Regions from separate parts of the Pan troglodytes genome. Here region 1 is linked to region 2. The links are chromatin contacts, called in public Hi-C maps. All regions are on one chromosome and are shown on one strand. The core of a region is the stretch at or near the end of the contact, and the rest is flanking DNA. Distances in the headings are between cores, read along the strand shown. Region 1 holds the start of DPH1 (diphthamide biosynthesis 1). Region 2 overlaps SMYD4 (SET and MYND domain containing 4).

Region 1 (3,217 bases), core at 196-2,695, 250 kb before region 2:
AGAGTCTCACTCTGTCTGTTGGCCAGGCTGGAGTGCAGTGGTGCAATCTCGGCTCACTGCAACCTCAGCCTCTCGGACTCAAGCAATTCTCCTGCCTCAGCCTCCCGAGTAGCTGGGATTACAGGCGTGTGCTACCACACTCGGCTAATTTTTGTATTTTTAGTAGAGACAGGGTTTCACCATGTTGGCCAGGCTGGTCTCAAACTCCTAACCTCAGGTAATCCGCCCGCCTCAGCCTCCCAGAGTGCTGGGATTACAGGTGTAAGCCACCGTGCCCGGCCACGCACGGCTATTTTTTATTTTTTTGTGCATACAGGGTCCCCCTATGTTGCCCAGACTGGTGTGGAATTCCTGGGCTCACACAATCCTCCTTAGCCTCCCAAAGTGCTCAGACTAAAGGTGTAAGCCACTATGCCCTGCCCCGACAATTAAGCTTAGTTCAACCCCGTTATCTCTTCAGGAGCCACAGAGTCTGAGGATATGAAAAGGCAAGAAATTAACTTATTCAACGAGTATGTATTGAGACTGTGCTATGTGCCACAACTTCTGCTAGGGCCCCACACTATGATAGGAGGGACCCGCCCAGACATGAGGCTTCACCCACTGTGTGGGCGGCGGTGGGGATGGTCCAGCGGAGGCTGGGGCCCTGAGATCAGATTTGAACGTTACCACTGCTATGGTTTTTGGGCAGTTGTTTCAAAAGCCTTGGACAATCAGCCTAGGCTTCCTAGGCCCATTACAGATCCTCCTCTGACAGGTCCCTAGTGGTCGCTGGGGTGTAAGGAACTGCTAACGTTAGCCCTTCAATGTGTCCCAGGGACCAGTAGGCACCTCCTCCTTTATCACGTGGCTATGATATGTTTACATTAACATTCCCCCAGTAGACTGAGATCTCTGATTCTAGTACCTGCACCCAGCGCAGGCCTGGCATTCGGTGGGCGCTCAGTTAATGCCTGGCGAATGAAACCTTTTGCCTCTTTCCTGAAAGCATTCCCTGAGGGCGCACTCGTAAAATGCCCGCTGCATCTGGCCTGGCCCTTTCCCTCCCCGTCGAGTCCATTTTATCCGTCTGCCCGCCAAGACAAGGCTGTAGTTTCCGATTGGAGGATTAAGGGCTGCTCTCGGTCGTGCCCTAAAGCTGCAAAAGACTGGTACCCCTGGGCTCCGGCTGACAGCGACCCCGAGCTGGTGAGGGCGGCCCAAGGCGACTAACAGCGGGATCTAGCGGAGAAAGGCGCCGCCGCCGTTAAAGGGGGTTGGTCCTGTCCCTAACTTGGGGGCCCCGCCCCGAGATGCGAGGTCTGGAGGGCGCAGCGTTCCAGCACCCACCTCTGCCAGGGCCGTTTCGGCCGCCCTGCTCCGCTGCCCCGGATACAACCAGCGCCGCCATCACCTGCCTGCGCATGTGGTACTAAAAAGACAGCGCTGGAAGAACGCGGAGAGCGCAGACATTGCGATCGATCGCCGATCGGTCAGCGGGGGCGGGGGATACCCGCTGGGCGGGGCCATAAAGGAGGAGATAGGGGCGGGGCTGTAGTGGGCTCCACCCCAGCCCAGAATGCCGGGACTCAGGATTCCCTAGAGGTCCCCGACTATGGCAGTTGCCCTTGCCCTGCGACTTAGTCTCCCGCTCCTCTCCCCGGCCGGGCACGATCCTGGCGCTCCCGGACCGGTGCTCTCCTATGTGCGAACTCCCTGCACGAACTCTGCAGGCCGAGTCTTGTGAAGGGGACACCCACCAGATGTTCCTTGAGCCCCCCCTGCCAGTCTCCCCTCCTGGTAAGCAGTGGTCGGTCACCCGGCCGCCGTGTGGGGCCACGTTCCCTACTAGGGGGACTCCACTGTCCGGCAGGACAGAACTCAGGGACCACCAGCCCAGCTCCAAGTTGAGAGTCTTGGTGCAGGTTTCTGGATCGCCCTTATCAGCTTTTTAAATTATTTTTTTTGAGACAGGGTCTTGGTCTGTCGCCCAGGCTGGAGTGCAGTGGTGCGATCATGGTTCACAGCAGTCTCAACCTTCTGGGCTCAAGTCATCTTCCTGCCTCAGCCCCCTGAGTACCCGGGACCACAGGCGTACATTCAGCTAATTTTTTTTTTAGTAGAGATAAGGTTTCACTATTTTGCTCAAGCTGGTCTTGAACCTCTGGACTCAAGCAATCCTCCCACTTTGGCCTCCCAAAGTGCTGGGATTACAGGCGCGAGCCACTGCACCCAGCCTTTATCACCTTTAGAATCCACTGCGTAGACCCTGTAGAAACTGCCCCTCTGGGGAAGGCCCACAGCCTGAGGGTACTTTCCTGGGAAGGTGGGCAGTGGAGGACTGTGATGTCTAACCCTTCTGGACCCTGGCCAACCTTTGCCCTGCCCCTCAGGGCTGGTCTTTCTCCTGATCACTGGCCAGAGCCCCAGAGACCCCAAAGAGAAGACAGCCAGTGAGATGGCTTTGACCTTTGGAAGAGCAAAGTACCTGCAGGACTGGCCCTCAGCAGTCTGTCCCGGGGAACAATGGTCTTCCAGGGCTGACGGTCTACCCAGCCCCCTGGCATCCTCCTCCTCTCTCTGCGGTGGTGCTGTGAGCACAGCTGGCCCTTTAAGTCAGCTCTGTGGCCTCGGGCTCCCCCAGAGGCCCTCCCTGCTTGGAAACCCCTAATTAAGGTGCAGGGAGAAGTAAAAACAAGCAGCCAGAGACAGGCCCTGCCTGGGAGGCTGCCCAGAGAGGAGGAATGGCTGGACAGGCAGGGAGTGAGCAGCTGAGGGACCATCACCAAGGGTCAGTGCTGTGCCCCCCAGGCCACCGGCACTCTTAGGACAGGTAGCTCTAGACAGAAAAGTGACCAATGTGGGTCCCAGGAACACTCCCCTCAACTCGATAAGCGTCCGGACTAGACCTTCCCATCTCCCCCCAGCTTCTCTGGATCCCCAGGGTGCAAGATCTGAATTCCAGGAGCTCAGCCCCTCCTCTCTCAGGACACCGCTGCCCAGCCTGTGGACAGCCTTAGCTGTGACTGCAGCATGGAGTTTCAAGGGGAAAGGACTGGCTCCAATTGAGCAATGGCTTCTCCCTAGCAGGCGCCATATCCCTTGGGACCTTTCCCTCATCAGAGGTGGGGCCTGTTTGATGGCGAAGGTCCCATCCCTCTTGTAACATTGCCCCGCACCCGCTGTGCCTAATGAGCTGCTCTGGCCCCCATTAGGAAGCCGGATGATGCCTAGGAGA
Region 2 (2,826 bases), core at 120-2,619:
CGAGTTGGCCATGTTCTCCATGTTGGCCAGGCTGGTCTCGATCTCCTGGCCTCAAGCGACCTACCTGCCTCGACCACCCAAAGCGCTGGGATTACAGGCGTGAGCCACCACGCCCAGCCTTTCTACTGGTTTTCTTTTTTTTTGTGAGACGGAGTCTCTCTCATGTCACCCAGGCTGGAGTGCAGTGGTGCAATCTCGGCTCACTGCAAGCTCCACCTCCCGGGTTCACGCCATTCTCCTGCCTCAGCCTCCCGAGTAGGTGGGACTACAGGCGCCCGCCACCACCATGCCCGGCTAATTTTTTGTATTTTTAGTAGAGACAGGGTCTCACCGTGTTAGCCAGGATGGTCTCGATCTCCTGACCTCACGATCCACCCGCCTCGCCCTCCCAAAGTGCTGGGATTACAGGCGTGAGCCACCGCACCTGGCCTTGTATTGGTTTTCTGAGGAGTTTTTCATAACTACTAGAAATGTTTGTCATCAAGGCCGGGCACGGTGGCTCACGCCTGTAATCTCAGCACTTTGGGAGGCTGAGGCGGGCGGATCATGAGGTCAGGAGATCGAGACCATCCTGGCTTACACGGTGAAACCCTGTCTCTACTAAAAAAAAAAAACCACACACAAAAATTTAGCCGGGCATGGTGGTGGGCACCTGTAGTCCCAGCTACTCAGGAGACTGAGGCAGGAGAATGGTGTGAACCCGGGAGGCGGAGCTTGGAGTGAGCCGAGATCGCACCACTGCACCCCAGCCTGGGCGACAGAGCAAGACTCAAAAAAAAGCAATGTTTGTCATCTAAAGTCCTAGCCCCAAAAAGCGACGAGAGGGGCTATAGGAGTGGAAAGACATTGTGCACTGTACCAGTTCTGTTCCAAAAATGAAATCTCAGGTGGGATCAGCTACTGCTGATACACTTCATTAGAATTGCCGCCATTGCCACCATCAAACCAAATTCACTCAGACTTTCGTCACGATGTATTGTTACAGGAGTCTCTTTCCCCCATGAGGTAAGAAACTATGGAGCAGTCCTGTAATGTAAGCACAGGCGGTGTTGATAACCGACCCTGGCATTGGAATAAAGAGAAAACTGACTTCCACAGGGAGATGATGTGCTGCGCTGTGGCAGCAGATCTTGTGCAGAATCCGCCGTCAGCAGGGACCACCTGGTCTCTCGGTTACAGGACCTTCAGCAGCAGGTCAGAGTGGCCCAGAAGCTTCTCAGAGATGGTGAACTAGGTGAGACTGGCTCCCTGCTTTGGTCCTCCAGCCCCTTCCCTTTTATTTGTTCTGATACCGTTTTGGACTCAGGGATACTCAGTACTGATGGGAGAATTGGATGTAATTATCCCCATGCCAGCCACAAGATGGCTATATAGGCCAGTGAGTCCAAACCCTGACCAGCTTTGTTGCTGTGGGGCCCTTGAAAAGGGGCCAGGTGATTTCAGCTGTTGTTTTCTTCTGCATCTGATTGCTAAGTTGAAGTACCCCTGCCAACTAATGGGTCATCGCTGACATCTGTGAGCTGTGCGCAGTTCCAGAAGTTGAGTGTCATTTATTTTAATTCCAGGGCCTAGTGATGTAACTTCCTAGAAGGGCGGTTTTTCCCTCCTCAGAGCTAGTCTCTGCTAGAGAGCAGTGGGGCGTGAGCCCAGCTGATAGGAGTGTCTTGCTTTTGTCAGAGACTTGCGGAGCTCCCCATTGCCCTTGAAAACCGTGCCTTAGAGCTTGACGTCATGGGATTTTTATTTACCCTGCTTTATGAAAGTTGACCTTTAGCTTAGATTTCAGGGTCAAGAGAAATCATGGCCGTACGTGGAAGGTAGAGTTGGTGGAGTTGGGAAGTTAATGTTGAAAATACAGGGTAAATGTGGGGAGGCCTCCCCTAGCGCCTTTCTCCACTGACAGAGAAAACAGAAGAAAACAGCAGCTTTATTGGAACAGACATTGTGCGTTGGTGACAACCCAGGGAGGCCAGGGGGAATTTCCACATTCAGCCCAGCTGATTCAGAGGATTTGAGACCTGGATTCTCATTCCTAGGACTGGGCTTCTGTCTATAGTGAGACGTCTTTCCTCTGCATTGACAGAGCGAGCCGTTCAGCGGCTGTCGGGGTGCCAGCGTGACGCCGAGAGCTTCCTGTGGGCAGAGCACGCCGTGGTGGGAGAGATCGCAGATGGCCTGGCCCGGGCCTTTGCTGCCTTAGGTACAGCATGAGCCTTCACGTTCTGCGTCGGGAACAGTCTGCTGTGGGCGCTTCGCTGTGGCCCCGGCCTTGTCTGCCTGGTTACCCCCCGCTCTGTAAACTGAGGCTGCTCCCCCTCTCATTCCATTTCCTCCCCCTGAAAATATGCATCCACAGTTGACAGTGGTTCTTTTCTGGAACAAGATTTTTCTCTTCTCACAGGAGACTGGCAAAAGTCAGCCACCCATCTACAGAGGAGTCTCTGCGTGGTGGAGGTTCGCCACGGGCCGTCCAGTGTTGAAATGGGCCATGAGCTCTTCAAATTGGCCCAGATCTTTTTCAACGGGTGAGTCCCTTTCCCACTTCACAGAGCACACACTGTTCCTTTCCTAGGCTCTTCTGGGTATTACTTTTTTTCTATGGTGTTTTTAAAAGCATGTTGAAACTTCTTTATTTCCTCTTTAGGAGAGATCTTTGTCTTCTGTTTTGCTAACAAACATAATGCTTTAGAATTTCCTCCTGGGAGGCGGAGCTTGCAGTGAGCCAAGATCGCGCCACTGCACTGTAGCCTGGGTGACAGAGCGAGACTCCATCTCAAAAAAAAAAAAAGAATTTCCTCCTGGGAGATACGGGGAAAGCTTTTAGAT

Evidence for each region. A called contact is a pair of places that touch in the nucleus more often than the background predicts.
Region 1: a contact with region 2 is called in a Hi-C map of stem cell-derived neural progenitor cells, with 2.3 times the contacts expected there. The contact joins the promoter of DPH1 here to the enhancer-like site in region 2. A contact is called at or near these places in 1 of 7 Hi-C or Micro-C datasets (stem cell-derived neural progenitor cells) and 1 of 1 datasets of contacts at active chromatin or transcription factors (stem cell-derived excitatory neurons).

The regions. Positions count from the first base shown.
Region 1 is chr19:12,519,379-12,522,595 of NHGRI_mPanTro3-v2.0_pri, reverse strand. DPH1 (diphthamide biosynthesis 1) reads right to left here and starts at 1,445. Exons shown (of 13, transcript XM_063798174.1): 1 at 1,330-1,445. The coding sequence starts at 1,405.
Region 2 is chr19:12,267,449-12,270,274 of NHGRI_mPanTro3-v2.0_pri, reverse strand. It overlaps SMYD4 (SET and MYND domain containing 4), which reads left to right. Exons shown (of 11, transcript XM_009431555.5): 8 at 1,099-1,234; 9 at 2,084-2,200; 10 at 2,402-2,525. Among named protein-coding and RNA genes, the nearest start is that of SERPINF1, 23 kb to the right of the region's middle. Within about 2 kb of position 1,369, at least 14 of the 24 cell types and tissues checked have an H3K27ac peak or open chromatin away from gene starts, as enhancers often do. A contact at or near this core is called in stem cell-derived neural progenitor cells, where this site is marked.